Regions from separate parts of the Zea mays genome. Here region 1 is linked to region 2. Evidence: chromatin contacts called from public Hi-C data. All regions are on one chromosome and are shown on one strand. Each heading gives the region's core, a stretch centred on a gene start, on an enhancer-like site or on the middle of the called end of the contact. The rest is flanking DNA. Distances are from core to core; before and after follow the strand shown.

Region 1 (3,519 bases), core at 500-2,999, 410 kb after region 2:
AAAATAGTGTTCCGAAACTAGTCCTAAATGTAATTTTTTTTTCACAATGATGATTTTTGGGAGATGTAATATAATTCGAGCGCGGACGTAAAAACTAGTACCCTACTACCTTGCGAACAATCAAACTACATAAGAATAAGTATGCATCTATGTAACGTGCCTAGTATAGTATATATCTTTGACAGTGCTATTCAACACAGCTAGCAGTGATCATGCGTGCAGTGCAAGATCCAACAAAGTACCAGGATGATTGTCCCTCCTATAGTCCAAAAGAGAGTGTAGGGCCGGCCGGACCAATGCAACCTTTTGCAAGCTGTGGGAGTCCATGCACGTTCCAACAATCATTCCAGTGATCCTTCTCTATCGTACTTGCAGTAGCCATGTGGCCATGCACGATCAGATGCACGTAATGATGTTCGTACTGATGATGATGATATATATCTATATATATTTATATAAAGTTGATGCCAGGCACATAGTGCCATCAGAATAATTACTTTGAATTCAAGTTTTGTAAGTGTGCGTCGTCGTCTAAAGGAGAAGTTTATCTTCCTGTGGCCTTTGCAAGTTGTAAAGTGTACCTTTTCTGCAGTTTCAGGGGTTGAGTTACTTATAATATAGACTCCATTTGCGCTTTGGTTTCTTTGCGGAAAGCTCCTTTATTTAGGCTTCAAAGCTCATAGATAGAAGTAATTAATTAACCTTTAGCACAAAATAAACTACACAACAAATTAATTAGTAACTCCCATTCTGAGGTCAGCCAAATGAATGCTAGGTAGCTAATGTGTGCATCCTCGAACTTGGCACGCTGTGTTATTTGGGTCCTCGAACTCAGAACACCAGAAAAAAATGGGTCCTGGAATTTGGTCAGTCCATGAAAAACCGTCAAAAACCGGGTTTGCTCAAATCGAATTTAAACCCTAAAATATATTCTAAGAAACTAGGAAGTCCCTTTGTGCTTTTTGTGGAATAATATGGGGGATTGATTCTAGCATATGACTTAATTATCAAGAATATCCTTCCAAATAAATAAACAAATAAAAATAAGATAATCAATAAATATTCCACTATTGCATATCATGCTGGATTTTATTGGTGCATTTACCTGGTGCTTAAATTCAAAACCAGATTTGAATTTGGATATGTAATAAAAGGGGGAAAACAGAAATCAGGAAAATAAAAAAAAGAGAAAGAACCTGCTATGGGCCGAATTTAAGTTAACCGGCCCGGTTTTCTCACCTCACGTCGGCCCAAAACCACTCCCACAGCCACTCTTGGATTCCACCGTGCGGCCCGCACGGGTGCAGCCCCTCACCACCGCGCGCTCCCACCCTCACGGTCTGCGGGACCTAGGCGTCAGCCTCTCTCCGCGATTCCACGCTCGCTTTCGCTGACATACGGGGTCCACTTGTCAGGGCAATCATCTTCCTCGATTTAGCGCTGAGTTTGTTGCGATCTGGGGGTTAGCCGTTACGGACCCTCGTACCTTTAAAACTAAACACCTTCTCAACCGGCACCACCTACGCATCCATCGACGAGTTCGCTACCACCACCGAGAAACCATCGCCAAGATTTGAAGAAATCGAGCGTCGCCGCTGCATCAAACTGAAAGGGAAGCGCCGTCGTCGGTCCATGGCTAGGGCCACGCTCCGCCCTCGGCAAGTGGCTTGGGAGGATTGCAGTGGTCAAGCGCGAGCGGCGCTGCCTCGGTACATCGCGCTTGGGCGAAGGGGAGATGCCAGAGTCGCGGGAGCCGTTGATCTCTGTGGCAATGGCCAGGATTAGAACATGTGTAACGTTTCGACTAGGTTTGTTCTAGGTCGCTGATCCGTGGATGGTCGGATGGACGCGCTAGGTTTAATTATGCGCAAATAAAATCATGACCGTTGGTCGGTCTGAGATTAGGTCCAGTAATACTCGTTCGCTTCATTAAATCGCGACCGTTGGTTTAGTATTGGAGGGTGCATATTAAAGGATGGCGTCGAGCACTGCCGACCCTAGATCTCAGAGCATACGGTTCGCATACCCTACCGATTTGTGTAGGGATACCCATCTAATCTGGGCGCTTGAGGGTGGGTTGGACGGATGAGATTGCTTTGTACCCCTTGGGTTCGTCATATTAGCAAAAGAACCTGAGTTTATTAAAATAAACCCGACATCCACTTATGTTTTAAGAATTATTCGATCAGATCCTAAATTTTGTAGTTGATGCCCGCCATCCATAAGTTATCTAGAAACTGTAAAATGAATATAGAAATCGATTTTTAGTATAGAAATAATTCTAGAAAATTTAGAAAATTCATAACTAATTTGTTTTAAATCTGATTTAGTCCGTTCAAGTTGTGATAGTTTCGTAATAAAGTTTCCTACGCAGTAATACCGTTATTTGCAACATATTACATATTTTTTAATTAGACATTTATTCAACCTGTGTGTGGTAGACTATCTCTGCTAATCAGAATTAATCTATCCATAATTATGAACTGGTCAAGATATAATCTCTAATCAGACTGTAACTTAGAATAAAGTTAAACTAGTTTTTCTCTTGTAATATTTCCTCACATGATTTACATTAAGTAATATAGAGTATAGTTTTATTGTTTAACCACCTAGAATCTTCCGAAAACTATATCTTCTTAACCATACCTCCGATTTTAGTGGTTCTCGAGCGTGCGACCTCGTAGCGACGCGTAGAACATTATTATGCAGTTTGTTCTCATGTTAGGTGTGATGTTAATTTCTCCAATACAATGTTTATTTGTATTGTCGCAAGTAGACGAGCAAGTAACCGAAGAGCTCGGAGCACAGCAGGTTGAAGACTATGAGCAGGAGCTCGCTGAAGTCAAGTTGTGCCCTTCATCACTCTTCTTTACCCAATAATGTTCCTATTAATCACTATGATATGCCCTGGCTAATTTGATGGGACCTAATAGGTTATCCTAGTTTGGTTTACTTTACACCTTGCTTACCACTGAACTATTGGGCAGTATCTGCTATTGCTCTATGTGGTTTTCGGTGTTAAGATACATAGGATTCATGATCATACTTTATTATTGTTACTAGATTATTTATTGTACATAATAAGATTATGGTGTTAATTGGAACATGGACCTTAATTTGAGATAACAATGCTACCACAAGGGTGGAATATGACGCACTTGGCTGACTAATTAGGAAATCTGGTGGAGGACTACTAGGAGCAAGGGCAGTAGAGAGTTGCCGGTATAGGCGGGTTCTCAGGTCGATCATGCTGCGATGTCTTTTTGGACGAGGGATTCTTGTATCGCTCTTCTCATGAAACCGTAGCAGGTTTTCTAAAGCTAGTGGAACTTTGTAAAGGCCTCAAAGTGGATCCCTAGACATTCACCTCGGGAGTGTCTAAGGGCCTTGCAAACCCTGGCTAGATGGGATACACAACTTGTGGGTAAAGAGTACAACCTCTCCAGAGTGTAAAACTGGTATCAGTCGTGCTCACGGTCAAGAGCGACTCAGGACTATCGCATGAGTAACTTATAAAAT
Region 2 (3,511 bases), core at 94-2,593:
CAGAAGAGTGTCATCTCAGATTTAAGCAAGCTCCTGACTGGAACGGCTTGAGGCGATCTGCTAGCCTTTCGTCGGGGATCATTGTTTGGTGGTATGTCATAATTGCTCCCCGGACTTAGCATGCTTTGTGTAGTGTAGGGTCTGCTAGATCTCCTTTGTAGGCTGTTCCCTCGATTTAAAAGGTGGCGGCAGGCATGTTAATGGCAGGATGATTAGCCATTCAATATATGATTGGAAAGGCCCAACCGCACCGCGCATAACTGTACATCCAGGACGCACAGTGTCATTCGCTGCTGCGTTGTGCATTCCGGCTTCAGTTCTGGCAAAGATCGCGCTTAACGTCGACTGCTGCGGAATCTGCTCGTCTTGAACAGGTAACTCTTGAGCAGCGGGCAAGATGGGTCTCCTGTGTTACATGCGCATCACTGCATCATCAGGTACGCGGTTTGCTGTTTAAATTTGCGATGGGTCTCTCATTTCTTTTCTTTTTCCTACAACCTGTTGGTAGTAGTTGTCAATGAAGAATCTCATGTTTTACACTGTACCGTCAGCTACAGGTAGTACAGTACATCTGCTGCTGGTGCTTACATTACAGTTCGGTCCATCCTGCCATGTGGTGGTCTCCCCCCCCCCCCCCCCCCCCCCCCCCCCCCCCCCCCCCCCCCCCCCCCGTTGCTCTCGGCGAAGTAATGGTGATGTGGGACTTGACAGGGCACTGATAACCAGCCAATCATGGAGACTTGTTGTACCTCGCGCCATTAAGCGGCTCCCCCTTCGCGCCCATGAAGATCTCACGTGGATGGGATCCACTGTCACTGTTGGATGCGAAGGTACGCTCCCTCACAGCCAATCAAGCATCCGGACGTCCGGATGGACGCACGGCCCGTGCCCGTGCCTGTGGCGCTGTGCTGCCGGCCTCGTCGTCCGGACGACCGACGACCACCGGTGGAGCGCACATATGCATGTTTTCTCTTCTCTTGCGAGCGCTGGCTGGTCCTGGGTTGGCTGGCTGGCGGCGCGCGCTTGTCCTTCCTCCGGCGCTCTCTCGTCAGAAGGGGTGAAGAGGGGAAGGCTGATGTGGCACGCGCAGTGTGAGCTGGCGCGGGCGGGCGTCGGCGCCGTCGCTCTCCCGACCTGGTGCTGAGCGCGACGCGGGGCGCCGGGGCCAGGACGATTCGTATTTGTGATTCCCCCGCCGTGACCCGCGCGACTGGACGGATCGGGTTTTCTGGCGGTCGCTGTCGCCGCCAGCAAGATGGGTCGCTGGGCTCTCGGGGGTGGGACGGATGGCAGCGAGGGAGCTCCGTTCTTCCGCCCCTCATCATTGCCCGTCCTGCCAGCTGCTGTCCGTACGCGTGTGGCAGCACGCACACGCCCGTATGGGTTCTTGTTATATGTTTGTACTGTACTAGGCGCGCCAAGACGATGAGGCTGGATCTGGTGCCTGTTACCGTAGGACAGATCCATTATCGATTACTCATCGTAATTCTTATGTACCGTACTATTACATTCACAGTCACTTTAACGTTATATCAACCTTTTCTTTTGCATACTTATGTCTGAAATAAAACATAATATTCTATTACAAAACATTCATCAAAAATAAATATTTAAGAAAACAAAAATCACATAATACATAAAAACAAATAAAAATTATATTATTTGAAAAAAATACATTATTCATAAAACCAATTAAAAATTACATTACTTGAAAAAAAAATTAAAACTATATAGTTCATAAAAATAAAATAAAATTTCTTTGTGCAGACTCTAGATATGCTCTATTAAATTATTTTAAAGCTGATCATGCATCAATCTAGTATGGATTAATGTCTCACGATTGACTGTCGTTGTTGCTTAGGGTGATGGTTGGTGATGCAACAAAGAATTTGACTATATCATAGTCATCCATATCGTATGATTCTCCATGTTCATTCTTAATAATCATTCTCCAGAATGATACATGCAAAAATGACCACACTAAGTATTTTATAAGAAAAAGAAAAATATGGGCTAGGAGGATATGGAAGCGAGCCTTGAGGACCTCAAATGCTCTTTCCACGTCCTTCTGTTCGCCCTTTTGGCATGTAGCAAACATCCACATCTTCATAGTTTGAGGCAAGGGAATGGTTTTCAAAACACTATCACACCTAGATTTAAGGGCAAACCCCGACGCGTCTCAAATGTGTGCTAGAATTAAGTCTCACACATATGATTACTCATGATACAGAAATCAATGTCATATTTTTATTACATAATAGGAGTTCTATACAAAATAGCTAAATAATTACATCATATGACGACAACGATACTCCGCAACCATAGTTAACTGGGAGACGATGACATATACATCTTCGAACTCATCGTAACGTCCTTCATGCTCCTCATCTTGCGGTACCTGTTCTTGACCTGGTGTTCGTTTAGCAAGAGTGGCTCACATACATTCATCGCTCAACAAGTTGTGGGGAATAATGTGCATGAGCTCACTTATGGTGAAGGCTCATGTGTAACGCTTACCAAGAAAAATGGTTAAGGCTGAGCATCATATTTAAAGTTGTTCGAAATTTTATTAGCATTTATTAAGTATAAGTAGATATCATCCCAATTAAATAAGAGATCACAATTAATAATAAATCCCACAATGCAATAAAATGATAGATTAAATTTAATTCCATAAATTAATCATGCGAGAGTCTTGAGTCGCTCTTGACCGTGAGCAGGGTTGATATAATAGTTTTACACTATGCAGAGGTTGTACCCTTTATCTAGAAGTCGTGTTACCCATTTGCCAAGGGATCACAACTTCTCATTCATCTCTACCGAGGAGATGAGGTAGGGTCCCACTACGAGGCCTTTACAATGTTCCACTAGTTTCAGAAAACTCGCTACAGTTTCTTGGAGAAGGGGGCGACATAGAAATCCCTCATCTAAAAAGCCATCACAACATGATTGATCCAAAAATCTCCATATACTGGCAGCTCCTGACACTGTGGTTGCCCCTTTTGGTAAGATAGTCCTCCATTAGCTTTCCTAATTAGTTAGCCAAGAGTGTCCCATTCCACCCTTGTGGTAGCACTGTTATCTTAGGTTAAGCTCCATGTTCCAATTAACACAATAATCTTATCATGAATAATAAATAATCCAACAATAATGATATAGCATGATCATAATTTAGATATAATATTAATCTCAAAAACTAGGCAGAGCAATAGCAAGACTACCCAATAGTTCATTTGTTTGTAAGGTGTAGGATAAACAGAACTAGGGTAACCTATTAGGTCCCATCAAGTTAACCTAAGCATGTCACGATGATTATCGAGAACATTATTAGGTTAAAGAAAGTGATCAAGGACACAACTTGCCTTTTTCTTGCGATTCTAGATACTTGAGATCCAGGTGCCTCGTATCCTCGATTCTATTCGTAGCAAAACCTATAGATTAGCAAACCATACTTAAATATAACATTGCATCAAACATAAAAACAAACTGCGTAAGAATATTCTATGCGTTT

Evidence for each region. A called contact is a pair of places that touch in the nucleus more often than the background predicts.
Region 1: a Hi-C map of endosperm shows a contact between it and region 2, with 2.0 times the contacts expected there. The contact joins two enhancer-like sites. A contact is called at or near these places in 4 of 25 Hi-C or Micro-C datasets (ear, endosperm, leaf and 1 more).

The regions. Positions count from the first base shown.
Region 1 is chr7:40,100,247-40,103,765 of Zm-B73-REFERENCE-NAM-5.0, forward strand. No RefSeq gene overlaps it. Among protein-coding and RNA genes, the nearest start is that of LOC103633833, 34 kb to the left of the region's middle. Within about 2 kb of position 1,750, at least 19 of the 20 cell types and tissues checked have an H3K27ac peak or open chromatin away from gene starts, as enhancers often do. A contact at or near this core is called in ear, endosperm, leaf and 1 more, where this site is marked.
Region 2 is chr7:39,690,073-39,693,583 of Zm-B73-REFERENCE-NAM-5.0, forward strand. LOC103632264 (putative pentatricopeptide repeat-containing protein At3g23330) reads left to right here. Exons shown (of 4, transcript XM_008654078.4): 2 at 1-437; 3 at 558-619; 4 at 712-1,552. Among protein-coding and RNA genes, the nearest start is that of LOC103632266, 42 kb to the left of the region's middle. Within about 2 kb of position 1,344, at least 19 of the 20 cell types and tissues checked have an H3K27ac peak or open chromatin away from gene starts, as enhancers often do. A contact at or near this core is called in ear, endosperm, leaf and 1 more, where this site is marked.